Linked DNA regions of Mus musculus: all the other regions are linked to region 3. Evidence: chromatin contacts called from public HiChIP or PLAC-seq and promoter capture Hi-C data. All regions are on one chromosome and are shown on one strand. Each heading gives the region's core, a stretch centred on a gene start, on an enhancer-like site or on the middle of the called end of the contact. The rest is flanking DNA. Distances are from core to core; before and after follow the strand shown.

Evidence for each region. Promoter capture Hi-C pulls out the DNA fragments that hold promoters and counts their contacts. HiChIP or PLAC-seq counts read pairs in DNA pulled down with a chosen protein or histone mark.
Region 1: a contact with region 3 is called in a FOXA1 HiChIP or PLAC-seq map of pancreatic cancer cells. The contact joins two enhancer-like sites. A contact is called at or near these places in 2 of 115 datasets of contacts at active chromatin or transcription factors (large pre-B cells and pancreatic cancer cells).
Region 2: a contact with region 3 is called in a promoter capture Hi-C map of the 3T3-L1 cell line, with 2.4 times the contacts expected there. The contact joins two enhancer-like sites. A contact is called at or near these places in 1 of 39 promoter capture datasets (the 3T3-L1 cell line) and 2 of 484 Hi-C or Micro-C datasets (embryonic fibroblasts and uterus).
Region 4: a contact with region 3 is called in a FOXA1 HiChIP or PLAC-seq map of pancreatic cancer cells. The contact joins two enhancer-like sites. A contact is called at or near these places in 2 of 115 datasets of contacts at active chromatin or transcription factors (bone marrow-derived macrophages and pancreatic cancer cells).
Region 5: an HNF4G HiChIP or PLAC-seq map of pancreatic cancer cells shows a contact between it and region 3. The contact joins two enhancer-like sites. A contact is called at or near these places in 9 of 484 Hi-C or Micro-C datasets (Sertoli cells, bone marrow-derived macrophages, cortical neurons and 6 more) and 2 of 115 datasets of contacts at active chromatin or transcription factors (fibro-adipogenic progenitors and pancreatic cancer cells).

What each region holds. Positions count from the first base shown.
Region 1 is chr17:75,503,277-75,506,583 of GRCm38.p6, reverse strand. Rasgrp3 (RAS, guanyl releasing protein 3) reads right to left here. Exons shown (of 17, transcript NM_001166493.1): 9 at 3,195-3,307. Among named protein-coding and RNA genes, the nearest start is that of Fam98a, 47 kb to the left of the region's middle. Within about 2 kb of position 1,358, at least 22 of the 459 cell types and tissues checked have an H3K27ac peak or open chromatin away from gene starts, as enhancers often do. A contact at or near this core is called in pancreatic cancer cells, where this site is marked.
Region 2 is chr17:74,666,922-74,670,285 of GRCm38.p6, reverse strand. Birc6 (baculoviral IAP repeat-containing 6) reads right to left here. Exons shown (of 73, transcript NM_007566.3): 63 at 1,363-1,527; 64 at 1-72. Among named protein-coding and RNA genes, the nearest start is that of Ttc27, 49 kb to the left of the region's middle. Within about 2 kb of position 2,090, at least 24 of the 459 cell types and tissues checked have an H3K27ac peak or open chromatin away from gene starts, as enhancers often do.
Region 3 is chr17:75,108,753-75,111,980 of GRCm38.p6, reverse strand. All of the region lies in intron 3 of Ltbp1 (latent transforming growth factor beta binding protein 1), which reads right to left. Among named protein-coding and RNA genes, the nearest start is that of Ltbp1, 100 kb to the right of the region's middle. Within about 2 kb of position 1,365, at least 84 of the 459 cell types and tissues checked have an H3K27ac peak or open chromatin away from gene starts, as enhancers often do. A contact at or near this core is called in pancreatic cancer cells, where this site is marked.
Region 4 is chr17:75,469,239-75,472,356 of GRCm38.p6, reverse strand. The region is part of intron 1 of Rasgrp3 (RAS, guanyl releasing protein 3); the gene reads right to left. Among named protein-coding and RNA genes, the nearest start is that of Rasgrp3, 35 kb to the right of the region's middle. Within about 2 kb of position 1,631, at least 13 of the 459 cell types and tissues checked have an H3K27ac peak or open chromatin away from gene starts, as enhancers often do. A contact at or near this core is called in pancreatic cancer cells, where this site is marked.
Region 5 is chr17:74,817,710-74,821,101 of GRCm38.p6, reverse strand. All of the region lies in intron 13 of Ttc27 (tetratricopeptide repeat domain 27), which reads right to left. Among named protein-coding and RNA genes, the nearest start is that of Ttc27, 100 kb to the right of the region's middle. Within about 2 kb of position 1,656, at least 48 of the 459 cell types and tissues checked have an H3K27ac peak or open chromatin away from gene starts, as enhancers often do. A contact at or near this core is called in pancreatic cancer cells, where this site is marked.

The DNA.
Region 1 (3,307 bases), core at 109-2,608, 390 kb before region 3:
TTACAGGGCCTATGTGAGCATTTACCAGGGAGATGGATGGGGAAGGTGCCAGGAGAACTAGTGATCATGGAAAGTTCCAGCATTGGCAGACAGCCTGATGCACAGAATAGGTGTTTAATGATTGTTCATTAACTTGAGTTTTCTCACTTTCTATTTTTTTAACGTGCTAAAGCATATATGGGTCACTAAAGAACACAGCCACTTGACCTGAAGAAAAAGGAACTCCTCCCTTAAATGCTGTGCTCGTGGACACGCTCTTGTGCCTCAGACAGCTGCAGTCACGTGGTTCTTAATTCAAACGCGCATGTGCTTCATAGAGTGGACACGAGACTCTAGTGGACACATAAGCTTCCTCAGGGCTCATGGTGAGGACATTGCCTTCCACATGGCATCAGAAAAAAACGTAATGTGCCTTTGCGTGTAATGGACATCCTCCTTGATTGTGGGGAGACAAGGATGATCTTAGATATACGAAGAAACTGGCTTAGGTGTCGTGACTGCTCTGCAGGTCTGTGCTGTCCAGGGGAGTCGGTGGGCCATGGCCAATGCCATAAAACTGTTTTCTTATTTTCATGGCTGTGCCATCCTGTATTTCTAGAGTTGTAGAAATGCAGAGCTCATGAATGACCACAGAAGCATGAAGAAAAAGCTACAGTTAAGATGGACTAGCACAGGTTCAAGGCAGAGGTCAAGACTTCTCACTTACGATTTTTTGCTATCACTCTGAGCTATGCAGACTTAAATATGATGCTAAATAGCTTCTACATTGTCCCTCTGTGCTCTTAAAAAAAAAGAGGTGGGCATACTCTGGCATTATTTTTTTTTTTTCATTTGCTTTTCCTAACCAAAAAGAACTGCTTCTTAGCTTTTATTTTTTAAATTCAGGTTTCCGTTTATACCATTGAACTTTCATTAAAATTTTTTTTCAGAACTTTTCTAAACATCTTCTTGATAATGTAGCTTGGTGCATGTAGGTTTTGTGTTTGTTTGTTTGTTTGTTTGGGGACTGAGCCAGGGTCTTGGGCATGCTGGCAAGTATTCTACCATGGCGAGAGCTTCCCCTTGCTTGATGCACTTAAAACTGACTTAATTTCCCTGCTTTATCATTGTCTTCTAGGTGTTGGAGACATTGCCCAAATGTAGGCACCTGTGTTATAAAGTTATACTCATAACCATAACTGTTAAAAGCACAGTCTGGAGGCAGACAGTTGAAACTGCGGACCACACTGGCTCTTCTCTTCAGACATCATCTGTCTGTTTCGTGGTTTGTAGTCTGATTGTGGTTAGAAACCTGGGCACTGATTCACGGAAACATATTTACATGGCAAATGATTAATCAATGCAGGTGCTTGAGTTATTGTGAGGTGGTTCCCCACTGGAGAACATCTTTGTGTTCGTTGTTGAATCACACAAACCCAAGACATCTGTGGTTTGACCACTTCAACGTCACACTAAAAGTACAGTTGATATTACCATTCTACTTAGGGGTGTATCCTTTAGTTGCAGTTAGTGGGTGAAGTCTGGGAGCCAGGCTCCTATTCCAACGCAGCAGTCCTAAGTAATTTAGGCTGCCAGAGCTTAAGAAGAGTCATTGCTTTCATTTTCTATGGACATCAAAAGAGAACATCAGCTCATCAACGGCAGCCGAGTTTCAGATGCTGCGCTGTTATGAAGCCAAAGGGGGAAATTGTACCTTTGCTTGTTTAAGCAAGGATAAGAGAATTTGTTTATGTTCCTTCCTTCTCAAAAACCAAGTTACCATGGAAGATGTCATCTTTTATACACCTGTTGTGTCTAAACACTAGACCTGAAGACCACCCAAACAATCTGTTACAAGTGCCTAAATAAATAAATAAATAAATAAATAAATAGAGTGGCAGTTGACAAAAGGATGTCAGACTTTTTGTCTGACACTCACCACTCCTAAGCAGAGCATTCACTCTGACTCCTGAGTTCTTAATTGTGCCAGGTACTGTGGAAGGTGCTGGGCATGTGCTAACTAAAGCACATGAACAGAAAAAGATAGTTAGTCTAACGCAGAGCAAAGCCTCCTGCAGTTGAGGCGAATGTAAAACCCAGGATAAAGCACAATAGAGTCATTCCTGCTTTGGAAGAGAACAAAGAATGCCCTGGAAAGACTCTTTAAAAAGCAGCACATGGTGGCCCATGGCTAGAACCCTAGCACTTGGGAGATTGAGGTCAAGGGGCCACAAGTTCAAGACTAGCCTGAGCTAAACAAGACCCAGTCTAAAACAAACAACAACAACAACAAAAAAATGAAAACAAGAGAAAAGTAAACAAAAACAAAAAAAGCAAGAAGTCAGCAAGACGACTCAGCAGAAAAAGGAACTCCTTCCACAAACACACCAACCTGTTTTAGCCTTGAATCTATATACAGGTAGGAAGAGAAAACAAACTCATGACGTTGTCCTTTGACCTGCACATGATTGCTGTGTTATGCTCAAGTCTCTCTCTCCCTGCTCCTCCTTCTTCTTTTTCTCCCTCCCCCTCCTTCTCTCTCTCTTCCTCTTCTTCCCCCTACCATGCACACACATAAATATAATACGAAATAAAAAGTTTAAATTAAGAATAAAGACAGAGCTGGGCATGGTGGCGCATGCCTTTAATCCCAGCACTCGGGAAGCAGAGGCAGGCGGATTTCTGAGTTCGAGGCTAGCCTGGTCTACAGAGTGAGTTCCAGGACAGCCAGGGCTACACAGAGAAACCCTATCTCGAAAAACCAATAAATAAATAAATAAATAAATAAATAAATAAATAAATAAATAAATAAAATAAAGACAGAGTCTTTGAATTATCAATCAAAATAGAAGCAGAGGACTTGAGGACATAAGGAAAGAGCTGATTAGTTGGCCAAGTATGCTGAAGGAGAGTAATGGGCTAAAGTGGCTCTTAGGGAAGAGGTTCATGTAGGCAGAGACTAGGCTTCTCCCAAAGAAGGAAAATGTATTTGCCAAGAGGCTACAGTCTCAAATCATGCTCCTTGTGGGTGTAAGTTTCTGTTTTCCTCATCCTTTGAGAGCCTCATCCTAGTCCTAGGCTCCTTAGGCCTAGGCTCCATGGACTGACCTCAAATTATTCTCCCTCTAAAGTGAATTGTTACAACATATCTTTCGATGACACTGGAAATTAAGATACAAAGTGCAAATAGCATACTATTGACCCCTGGGACTCACAGTGAGTAGGTTGATCAAATCCATGTTAGGTTCCAAGTGGTGAGAGGCATTCTGCAGGGAGACCAGTTCACTCAGGGTAACAGAAAGCTGGTGCATTTTCACAACGTTCACTT
Region 2 (3,364 bases), core at 841-3,340, 440 kb after region 3:
GCGGCTCTCGGGAGACGCCTGGGCTTCCCCATTGACAGCACCACTCATGGGGTTTATGTAACTCGCAAGGACCTGCATTGCAGACAAGAAATTGGAGTTCAGCTTTATACACTTCAGTGATGTGTTTCATAACTAGACACTTGATCTCAGCACACTCAAGAGCATCTGGTTTTTACTTAGCCAATGTTGACACTCTTTCTGATTGTGTACTTTTCATTTTGGAGATAGCTTTTCCACATAAGGCCCTGACAAACCTCAAGGTTGGGTTTCTCGACTGAGAGGGTGGCCTTGGATTTTTATCCCTCAACTTTGTGTGCTGGGATTATAGGCCTGAGATATCAAACACGGCTAAAAAAGGACATTTCCACTTAACTTTTCAGAAGGGAAGGGACTGTTTGCTGAGGGTTGCTTACACAGGACAATAGCTCTCTATGTAACTGAAAGAGGAGCGCCCTGAGGACAGAGCAGCACACGAGCGCAGTAAGCCGTGACTAACAGAGCAGTGACTGGACAGTGACTGACAGACACGGGAGCATCACCACTGTCGCCTTTGGATTTCTCTTTCTGGGGAACTCAGGAGGCTCCCGTGGCCTCCACTTGGCCATGTGGGTCACCGTGACCTGAGATTCAGATGCTCGCTCGCAGTGTCACTTTAATGCGGTGCCGAGGACTGAATCCAGAGGGCCCATGAATGCTAGGCACACACGCTACTACGCTGCACTCCAAGTCCTCACTGCACTGATTCAGTCTGAGAGTGCTGGGACCTCAGAATTTATACTACAACGAGCATGCCATCTTAAAACTGCAAAGTAACACTTCAAAATGGCGGCAATTTCATTTATTTCTATGATATAAAGATGTCCCCTCCTATTTTCAACTTGCTTGATTGTGGAATCACTATAGAACAATTTGAACTGAGAGTGAGCTACAGGTACAGTTTAGCGGTGAGAGGTCCCAGTGCAGAATGGAGTACGAATACTGGGTTGTAAGCACAGGTCAGAGGCTTTACATTAAAACAAAGGCTAGCTAGCAGATGTTATGTTTCTAGAGAACATCTTGAAATCAAAGGATAATTGTATCTGAGGTGAGAAGCTAATTGAGGGGAATATATTTAGAATTACAAGCATAAAAGACCATTCTTTAAACCATGGCATTTATACTGTATTTGGAGAAGAAAGCAAAAGCAAGCCTAAGAATGCTGGAGCACATCTGTCATGATTACACTTGGAGGTGAAGAAAGGAAGATCAGAGTTCAAGGGCAGCCTAGAAAACATGAAACATCTCAGCAAAAAGAAAAAAGACAAAATACTTAATGAACTGAGTAAATCATCAGTACTGATAACAACCGACTCACAAGCGTACCTGCAAAAGGCAGGTCACATGCTCCTCTTCTAGCCTCTGTTTAGTTAAGGCTTGTTCCACGTCCCATCCTGATGCCGTGGAACCTGTGCCAAAGCCAGTCCCTTTGGCCCAGTACAGCTGCTGTTCTTCTGCTGATGTGGGGTTATGGGAATTTGACACCTGCGGCTTTTAAGAAGAGGAAAATTACTAGTATTTGGTATTATTTGTTTTTTTTTTTAAATTATCATTAGGACTATCCAAAAGATTAACAATATAAAAATCAATTTGGCCATTCATCAAAAAGTTGAAAACTACTTACTGTGACACTCCTAGGCATACACCAAACACAATGAAAACTGGTGCTAAAATAAACATTTGTATACACCCGCACACAGCAGTATTATACACTACAATCCAAGGATAAAAAGATCCCAAATGCTTGCCAATGAATGAATATATTGAACTAATCAAGGGAACACTATCCAGCTGCAAGAAAGTAGACTAATGCATGTTGTATAAAGAAAATTTGGAAAGAACACCAGAGAGACACAGACAGACAGACAGACAGACACAGACACAGACACAGACACAGACACACACACACACACACACACACACACACACACACACACACACACACACGGGTGGGGGAGGGAGGGAAGGAGTAAAGAAGAAGTAGGGAGAGGAGGAGGAGAAGGGGAGGGCAGAGGAGGAGGCAGAGGGAGAAAATAAATGAAAGTGAAAACTACTTAAGGCTCAAAGAATCAATGACTCAAAACCAAATAGAAACAGAAACACAGAAAAGTTTAAGCCAGACCATTTTAGGGCTCCAGTAAAAAACTATCTCAGGAGATTTCTCAATCAAAGGAGAAAGACAACTTCTATTTTTAGAAGGAACATATCAGAATGGCTAAGATCAAGAACTAAAAGGACAGCACATGGGGGTGAAGCAAGGGGAACACTCCTCACTGTTCGGATTAGGAATAGTTCTACCTCAAGACCCAGTATGCCACTCCTGGGCATATACCCAAAAGATGTTCCACCACCCCACAAGGACACTTGCTCAACATGTTCAAAGCAGTTTTATAATAAGTAATAGCCAGAAACTGGAAATAACCTAAATGCCTCTCCACTGAAGAATGGATACAGAAAATGTGGTTTATCTATACAATAGTAGACTACTCAGCCATTAAAAACCAAGGACATCACTTGGGAGGCAGAGGCAGGCAGATTTCTGAGTTCAAGGCCACCCTGGTCTACAGAGTGAGTTCCAGAACAGCCAGGGCTACACAGAGAAACCCTGTCTCGAAAAACCAAAAAAGCAAACAAACAAACAAAAACAAGGACATTATGGATTTCACAGGCAAATGGATGGAACTAGAAAATATCCAGAGTGAAGTATCCAAGACCCCAAAGGACATACATGGTATGTCCTCACTTTTAAGTGCATATTAACCATAAAGTACAGGATAATCATGCCGTAATCAACAGACCCAAACAAGGATGGCCCAAGGGAGGATAGATATCCCAGACGATGGAAAGAGGGGACGGAGAGGGTAGGGAGAGATCATATGTAGGAAGAACAGGGTAGAGGAAAGGGAAGTAGACAGTGGGAGGGCAATCTTTAGGATGTGCCAAAGACCTGAGATGGGAAGAGGTCCACAAGGTCTATAGAGGTGAATCTAGCTAAGACTCCTAGTAGTGGGGCATATAGATCCTGAAGTGGCTGCTTCTTGTAGCCAGGCAGGACTCCCAGTAGAAGGATAAGGACAGCAACCCACCAGAAAGCCTTCGACCCAAAATGTACCCTGCCTACAAGATGTGCAGGGACAGAGATAGAGCAGAGTCTGAGGGAATGGCCAACCAATGACTGCCCCAAATTGAGACCCATCCCATGGGTGAGAACCAATCCCTGACACTATTAATGATACTCTATTAAGCTTGCAGACAGGAACCTAGCATAACTGACTTCTGTCCCAGCAGCCAAAGGAACGAGATGCAGAGACTCATAAACAAACATAAG
Region 3 (3,228 bases), core at 116-2,615:
TTCCTTAAGATACTTTCGGTCATGGCATTTTACCATAGCAACAGAAATGTAATGAATATGTCTGTGTTCTTGGTCCCTCTGGAAGAGGCCAGATAATGTCACCGTTGTCCTTCACTCAGTGAACAAAGAACTAAGTCCTATCTAAAATATGTCAGTGAGCTTAGAAGTACCTTAACTCTCCAGCCTTGGTCCGCCATTGCTTATCTGGTCATCTGTTAAACTTACTCATAAAGGAAGGACGGGTTAGAGGTAACAGTCTTCACCACTGACAATAAGAAAGTTTGAAAGAGACAAAGAGCCCCACCATCAGAGCTCCACCAAGACCTACTGAGGCCCATCGTGAAGATGGGGCCCTAGAATGTGTAGCTAAAGAATAGAAAGTGCACAGGTCTTTCTGATGGCCAGCAAAAGAAAAAGCCACTGCTTTAGTGAATCTTTTCTTCAAGGCTCACACAGTGACACACAGAGGTGAATTTTCTGGCTAATATCTCGGCTGGTAACTAACTTATAGTCTTGACCTAGGATTTAAACAGTCTACAAGACCATTATTATCCCCCGCCCCACCCCATCTGACAGCTCCACAGTCCTCTCTGCTTGGGTTTCCCCAGTGCTGGGCATCAAACAATGAATGAGTGAAATAGCCATGCCTTCAGGAAGCTACCGTCATCCAATTAGAAGTACAGTCCATTGAAACGTTCATCGGCTATAAGAATAAACCAGAGAACGAGCTAGGAGTCCCTGTTCTCATAAATGGGTTGTGGCCTCTAGGCTTCTGGGAAGTTCCTAGCATGGGCTGGCAAGTCTGGGCATTTTTTTTTCTCAGCACAGAACCACCGAGCAGTAAAAGAGTTACCTACTTCAGTGAGTAACTGAACAGGCATGCACAAAGACCTCAGAAGACTTCACGTCAATCCAGCTGTATTTGAAGTGCAGACCTGTGGTCACTGGCCAGGTCACCAGCCACCCACCGCTAACACCAGCTAAGAGGTTTCATCACCCCAACAGGCAAGCTGCCCCAGTTTATTCTACCCTTCGCCCAGGGCCGCAGTCACCTCGCCATGGTCCTATGCGAACCACGATTTACAGATCAACAATAAGCGTTCTCCAGATGGAGGAATGATAAACTATTCCAAAACAAATCTCCAAAGGGGAAGAGGGAAATAAAACAGATTTCTGAGTTTGTTTTTCATGGGCAGCAGGGAAAAAAAATAAATCTACCAAATACCAACACCTCTCCAAAAGGCCTCCTGCCAAGTTCATGATGACTGGTGTTAAAAATGTGAGTTTCCGGTAGAGAGTGTGACACATCCCTGAGTCAAAGGGGAGCCCAGCCCTGGCTCACAGTCTCTGTCAGAACTGGGTGACACTTTCCCTCTAAGGAGTTTAAAATAAGGGCAACAGTGAAGTCAAGGCCATGAGTCATTTTGTTGCCTGCAGCCATGCTCAGATTTCCATCAGAATCAATAGGCCAAACTCACGGCTCTGAATCACAAATGGCGTTTCGGAGAACAGAGACCTGAACTTTGAGCAAGTTAGAAACACTGCACCCACATAATCTTTGTTGATACGCCCAGGAAATGAACACCGCACAAGGAAGCAAAGACCTCGGGCAAACAAAGAGAAGAGAGGAGGGAAGGTGGAGGGCCAAGCCTTAAATTCCCTGTTCTTCCCCATAACTGTTCAGTAAGCAGGAAAGAGATGGATAAGCTGGCAGCTATGGTGAGGGACTTCAGTGTATGAGGCTTTAGCTATCCAGGAGGATAGAATAGGACCGAAAGAGAGGCTGGCTGCTTAGCAACTCCCTTATCCATACTCCAGGTCAAAGAACTAGATGCAACAAAGTATCCGGGAGAGGCAACCAGCAAAAGAAACAGCAGGAGTAGACAAAAGGGGCTTTAAAAAAAAAGCAACAACAGAATAAGGTACTATGTGGGGTCGTGTAAACTATGCAGGCGGTGGATAATTGCAAGCACCAGAGACCACCCCATCCTATACCCTCCCCTTAGGCCAGTGGTTCTCAACTTTCCTAATACAGCTACCCTTTGATACAGTTCCTCATATTGTGGTGACCCCCCCAACCATAAAAGTATTTCGTTGCTACTTCATAACTGCCATTTTGCTACTGTGACGTGTAATGTTAATATCCAATCTGCAGGACATCTGTTGTGATCCCTTTGGGGTTCAAGACTGTTTTGGGGTTGAGAACCTCTGCTGTGAGCCATTGTCACACAGCACTCCAAGCAGCCAACCCAAACTGATTGGGATTGAATTTGAGATTAAATAGACACCAACTGAAACGACATAGGAAACCTGGGTCTACGATTCACTCAGTGTTAAAATGACTTGTGCAAATTAAGGGCTCGTGTCTTGCCCTTCACTTAGGCAAGCCCCTCCACTCTCCAACCCTGCTTCACGGCACTTGCTAGTCCTGAAAGTCTCCTCAGTCTTAAAGCTACAAATTCCAGTTTGACCAGAACCAGGGACAAGTATGAAGTTCTGTTTTTTCTACCCCCTCACAATAATACTTCACACACACACATACACACACACACACACACACACACACACACACACACACACACCCTTGCTCCTTAAAGACTACAAATATTTAACCTTGTAAAATGCAAACAATCACATTCAAACCTTCTCTCCCTCCCTGAACCTCAACCCCTAAGAGGAATTAACCATGGTCCTCATTGGCAAAAAAATGACCCTTGGACTTATATGATCTCCAATACTCACCTAAAGCAAGGCATTGCTAAGAATTCCAATGAAATCACCTCTAGTGCAAATATTCCCACAGAGAGAGGGAATCAGATATATTTGCATGTGCTAGGACTGCAGTGAGCTTTACAGGAAAGAGAAAATTGAAAGAAAAGAGACTTATGTCCCCGTTCTCAGCCTATCAGCCTTCCACGGTTTCAGAATCCTAAATTGTCATTCCAGCCTGTAGCAACGTATAAACGCACGTAAGTGATTCCTGTGTTTATCATTTGAACATAAAAGTCAAATACATAGCTATGAAAAGGAGTCCACAGTTCAATAAAAGAACCATGTGCACAGTTCTAAGTCATCCTGTGGGAGAGAAGCTGAGGAGAATTTCTATCCAGGCCTGAGCTAACATCTAGAAGAACTTGGACCTCTCAGCCTCACAGTGGGAAACATTGTTTCTCTTGCATATCCAAGTTAGATTGCCACCGCAATGTGAATTTGGTTACTGAACACACA
Region 4 (3,118 bases), core at 382-2,881, 360 kb before region 3:
AGGACATACTTCTCTCGAGGTCCTTGATTCCAGTCTTTAGAACTGTTCTGCAACAGGGACCTTCATGTACAGATGTCTAGGCACAACTCTCACGTGCCTTCCAAGGTTAATTTGCACAGAAGGCACCCAGGAAGCCCAGTGCAAAGCAGTTTGGATTGTTGAATGGAAAGAAAATGTCCTCAAAGCAGAGGAGAGACCGAGCCGGTTTGTTAACTTGGAGACTGACTGTGCCTTAGATTGATGGCTGTGTCTAACTCCATTCCTAGCTCATCAATTTCCCTTTGGGCCAATTGCATTGGTCTCTCTGCCACATTACAAATGCTCCAGACAGGGGAAAATGCAATTAAAATCACTTACACATTCTCTAATGCAGTTGCTTGTCTGTGGGGTTGAAAAAAATTAAGCGGCGAGAAAGTAATAACTAAAAGGAAGCTCTGGGAATAGATATAAATTTCCCATGTTATTTTCCTCCCGTGGGTAGTTCTCTGCCAGTTGTACCAGGAACACATCCTTAATTAAAACTCTGACTGTATTTATAGTCTTAAAGCAAATCAATGTCATAATAATATGGCACCTTATGGGGTAGTTATGGGCCAGCTGATTAAGGGAAAAGACGGGACAACATTTGGGAAATAAAGAAGCCTTCAGAAAATAAAAGTACCAATCCTATTAAACAGAAGCTTAAAAGATATTAGTGTAGCTGCAGCAACCTGAATCCTGTCACAAACTAGACATGAATAAGATCCTTCTATTACAGTAGGGGCATCAAGATTTACACTGCTTTGAACTCCGCTGACCGAAATGAAATCCATAATGGTAAAACCATCACCAACCATCTCACTGTCTTTCCTTCTTTTATAAATGTTCTCTTGTATGCTCTTGGAAGGTGCCGAAAATTCTGTTTATTACAATAACCAGTAAAAAGGGGGAAATACCTTTTGGATCAGTTTATGAGTCAGTTCAAGACTTTTTTTTTTTTAATTCAAAGAAAGTAGCCCTAAACAGTCATACTACAAAGGTTATTATAATGTTTTATTTATTATAAAACAGCATACATTTATATTTTCCCTGGCTATTACTATGTATAGCTGCACTCACAACTACTAGAAGCCACATACAGCTGTTTTTATGATCTTACCAACATACTGATAATGGTGCTAGTCAATAAACAATGAACTTGTTGGAGAACTGACCAACAGTAAAGAGTCTCAATTAGTCTAGTGAGCTAAGACTCCTCACACTGAGCAAGTGACCACAAGGAGGAAAGGAATAAGCACGTCGGAATGCACACTTGCCCCCTGGATGTGCGGGTGTTGTAGCCAGCAGAACTCCCAGGAATTGCTTTTCTTAGGCAAGGAGAATATATGCAAGAGAGCAGGCTGGACTATTTTAAATGTAATCAATTAATTATATTAATAACTTTTATATCTAAAAAATGGGCCCTCTCAAAGCTGATGTTACATCATGCCGTCATTGCTGAGACTTCAACCAACCCACACCAGTGACGAAAATGATGACTAAATTCCACTACAAATGTTATCTGAAGCCAATATCTTTGTGTCTGTGACTAAGATGGACTTATTCTTCAAGTCAACTGCCCATAAAACTTACTTAATACCACCAACAATACCCATCAGCCAGCACACCACAAACTAGTCATAAACCAATGCCTAACAGAAGATCATGACAAGGTACAGCCTTTTTCACTACAAAAGACAATTCAAAATGTGCACTTGAATGATGTAATTGAACCCCGTCTTCGCCTGGATGACAGCATAAACAGAGAAATTCCTGGGATTCGGGGCTAATAGATTGTTTACACTGTGTAGAATTCTGCCTGCACGTACTTCCTCCATGACTGTGGACAAGTTACGTACATTTTCTTATTCTCAGTCTCCTCTCTGTAAACAATGGGAATGATGCCCACACCCCTACTTGAAATTGTGGCAGTGAGAGAGAGTGCCTAGTGCCAGTGAATTCCCATGTAAACGGGCATTCTCTTTTTTCAATCCCAGAGATGAATTCAAAGACCAAAGCACAGTGACTTTACATACCACAGACTCTGAAGGGACAAAGACCACATGAAAGAATAGAACACCCAAGATTTTAGGTCTCATAAAGTAATGAGAACATGACAGCATGATGGCTGACTCCTATAATAAATGAGCAACTGATATAAAGGGGAAATAAGGGACCATGGGGCTAGCTTTTGGAGAACAGGTGTCTGTAAAGCATGCAATCTTCCAAGACAGACAAAACATGCTCTGTGTCCTAGGATTCCATTCCCTATTGCAAAACATCAAAGAAATCAAGCAAGCATTTGATGTCAAAATTCTGAGTCCATTCTTTATGTCTCTGCTAGCGTTCACTAAATTATGCCATTTCCTTGGGGAAAAAAAAGCATTTTCCATCAAAGATCAGAGCCTTCATATCCTCAAGGTTTTATGTCTATGAAATGCAACCAACCATGAATGTACAGTATGTTTCTCAAAGTAGTGATATCTGTACTGAACACCTTTTGTTCTTTTCATTATTCCTTAAAGAATATAGGATAACAATATTAGGTCACATCTCCAAGTGAGACACAGATGATTGAAGTCACACAGGAAGATCAGCATAGGTTATATAAAAAACACTGTGCCCAAGCCGGGCGTGGTGGCGCACGCCTTTAATCCCAGCACTCAGGAGGCAGAGGCAGGCAGATTTCTGAGTTAGAGGCCAGCCTGGTCTACAAAGTGAGTTCCAGAACAGCCAGGGCTATGCAGAGAAACCCTGTCTTGAAAAAAACAAACAAAAAAAAAAACCACCCAAGCAAACAGACAAACAAACAAACAAACAAAAACACTGTGCCCCTGAACAGGAAGGATCTGGGCATCATGATCATGCATGGTGTTCATGGAGTCCTGGAATCTATCACATAAGGACACTAAGGGACAAGTCTCATCCCCAGTGTTCTAGTTTAGAAGACTACAGTGAGAACTACTACTGATTTGGGTTTACTTTTGAGGGGATTGGGTGAGTAAAATTAAATTTTGCTTTTTCTTTCTATAAGTAGGTTAATCTCTAAAATATGTAATCTGGGCATGATGACTTTGCAAAAAACATTTATACTTTCTCA
Region 5 (3,392 bases), core at 407-2,906, 290 kb after region 3:
TAATTTGCATGCAATGAAAATCTCCAGATCAGTTAACTGTTGGCTTGCCTCTCTCAGTACAGGTAACCATCTTGGCCCTGGACTCATACAAAGCTCTCAGCTTTAAACTTCAGGGTCTCCCAGTTGCTATCAGCTGACTCACTACAATGTCTTTATTTTTTCTTTCTCAATGGAGGTCTTTAGAATCTGAAGAACTGTGGACAATGCTTAGCATGTCTTTTACTTTGTTTTTAAATTATTACTTAAATGCCCATTATCAATGATGACTGATGGGGCCAGTGAGATGGCTCAGCAAGTAATAGCATTTATCCCACAAACCAGACAACCTAACCTGAGTTTGATGGCCAGAACCCATGTCAAAAAAAAAAAAAAAAATCCAGCTGTGGGGAAACACATCTAAGGTCTACAAGCCTATTAGACGCACAGCCCGCATAGCCGGGCAGCTTTGTAAGCTAGCCATCTTGATACTCATGACAAGGGATGTACCTAAAGATGAAAGAAAAAACCAATTTCTGCAAGTTGTCTGCTGATCTCCACATGCATGCTAAGTCAGTCACACATGCATGTGTGCTCGAGTACAGGTGTACACGTACACACACACACACTGCGCGAGCACACACGCGGCACACACGCACCAATACAATATATATTAAATAAATGAGTCAAGATGCCTCAAAACTTTCACACAAGTCCTCAAAATACAGCTGAATTCTTTAAGCTCCAAAATTACTACGACTTAGCCCAGAGCTGTCAGGTGGGTAAGAAAGAGCTTAGCTTCATTACCTGCTCTGGTGGCTACACTTTTTATAAGTTTAATAATATTTATTTCTAGATATCCAAAATGAGACTGCTTCAACATGTTAATATATGAACCACTTGAGAAGTTTTATATCCGCCTTCTCCCTGCCAAGTCTTTTAAGTCTGATGTGTAACCAGGACTTGCAGCATTGCCTCTAGGAGACACAGCACTGTCTCCTCCCTTTAAAGTGAATCCACAGCCCTGGCTAAGGGACTACTGAAGTAGAAATTTCTGGTTTCTTTAACAACTCAGTCATGTCACGTGACTTTTTTGGGAAGCTATCTTGTGATATTTTACTGAAAACAAACACTTGAGAGAGCACGTGATGCCTAGAAAGAATATAAATAGAATCCCACAGACAGTGAGAGAGATATGCTCTTGCATTGTTATTTGTGTGACACTTCACTTCTTCACTGGTCTTCTTTAGACTTTGCTTTGTAGAGAGAAATGCATCAAAGAACCTCTTGTGGTATTCTGGCTGATTCTGGCCACTTCTACTGACTCATCCTGATTCAGCTAAGCCTTGCTGTTTATGTTGGACTGAGTCACCACTACTGATTTGTGTTTGGTGTTTGCTACTGAACTGGACTGCTGGTATCCTGACAACAAAGAGTGGAACTGCCTCAATGAACTACTAAACAGGTCTATAATTCTCTTTTGCTATTTTAACCTTCTTTTTTATCCCCTACCTCTGATCAGTGGGCTAGAAGGGAGGTTGAAATATTTAAGAACCCCAACTAAAGTAGGTTTTGAAAAATCTAAGAATACAGGTGGCACTCAACATGGCCTAGGCATAATGGGTAACTCTGCTACTTCTTGTATAGAGGAATAGGCAAGTTTTGATGGCTTAGCAATGTTGTGTAAGGAGGATGGCAAAATAAGAGAAACTGCCACTGGGTTGTTTCCTGCCTTGCTCCTGGAGGGGGTTCTCTGGTTTTGGTTCATAGGTTTCATGCATACCATTTTGAAAAAGATTATGGGGAAAGCTGAAAACTCAGAAGGCTCAGTCAATTCTCTTGGGTTAGAAAGGATTGCACGGTTGGCTATGCACTTAGAGTGTGTGGACAGAGGCTGAAGTGCTTGGAAAGCAAAAAGAGCCAGTGAGAGGAGAACAACACCACTGTTCGGCTTGGTGTCTGAGACAGAAATTTACCACACGATGAGAGAGGGAAGCAAACTAGGCTAGAAGACAACCTTGCCCTGCCCATGCACTTTGACTTATAGGTGCCCAGAGCACCTCCATGAGACAAGGGTTGAGGAAGAGCAAGAGGCACTACAGGGACAGGTTAGTATCCAGACAAGTGCACTGCCAGAGCATGTGCTTGGGGCTGCACAGGTACTTTCAGCTTTCCCAGGCTTTGTACAAATCTGATCTGATGATGTCATAATTGACGATGTTGTGTTGCTGCGTTAAGAGCTTGGGATGTGACTGAGCAGCCAGGGGGACAATCCATCTCATTCACTAAGGTAATACATGGCCCTGGGGAAGCCTTTATTGACTTCTTACAGATCAGGTTCAGCTATAAACAGACCAAATCAGACCCTGAAACCAGAGAGTACATTGACAGAGATCTTGGCATTTGAAAATGCAAATATTAAATGTAAGAGGTCAGTCAGTCCATTGAAAGCACAAGGAGCACCAATACACAAATGGATAAGAGAGACAATTGGTGCTGGCCTTCAGGAGCACCATGCCAATGTTATAGGAACCAAAATGCCCAGTGCTTTGTAATGAATTTGGTCATTTCAAGAAACTGTAAAAATAAAAGATTCAGGTCTCAAAATAGCAAGTGCATTAAGTCTGGAGAATATGGCATTCATAGACAAGAATAAGGAGGTTCTGGCTGCTATGAAACACAAAAGCTTCCAGGGTATTGTAGCCACTGTAGAAAGGGCAAACACTGGTCTAAAGATTGTAGGTCCAAGATATTCATAAGACATAACCTTACAGTTGGGAAACGAACCGAGCGGGCTTTCAGTTTGAGACCCTGGAGCAAACAATAAGAGCCATCTTCCTTTGGTCAGCCAGGAAATACCAAGTGGACAAGAAGATCAAAACTAAGTATTTCTGATCTTATAGATGCAGCTCAGGATCTTGCCAAAGATACATCTCTTACACTACCCCCCAAATTTCAATATTACAGGCTAACCACTGGTGTTTATGATCCTTTACTTTCAGGGATAGTAGGAATCTTGGGAAATTTTATTGTGCACCCAGGTATTATAAGTGGGAATAGCAAGAAAGATAAACAAATTATGATATATATGAAAAAGGAGGTACAAATTAATGCAAGGGATAAAACTGCTCAGCTGTTACTGTTTCCCTACATAAAGGGCAAGGCTACTCCAGTAGAAAGAACAGGGGCTTTTGGAAGTACTGGAAAATGTGTGTTCTGGCAAATAGTGGTTAATGATCAGAGATTCAAATTAATGGTACAAATGAATGGTGCAAATGAATGGTACAAATGAATGGTGTTGAAATACAGGTGGATACATGAGCTAACATTAGTATACTTTCCTAAAAGTCTTAGAATCCAGATTGGCCACTTCAGGTTTACACACAGTTTACAGGATCTGGTAAATTATCACAAAT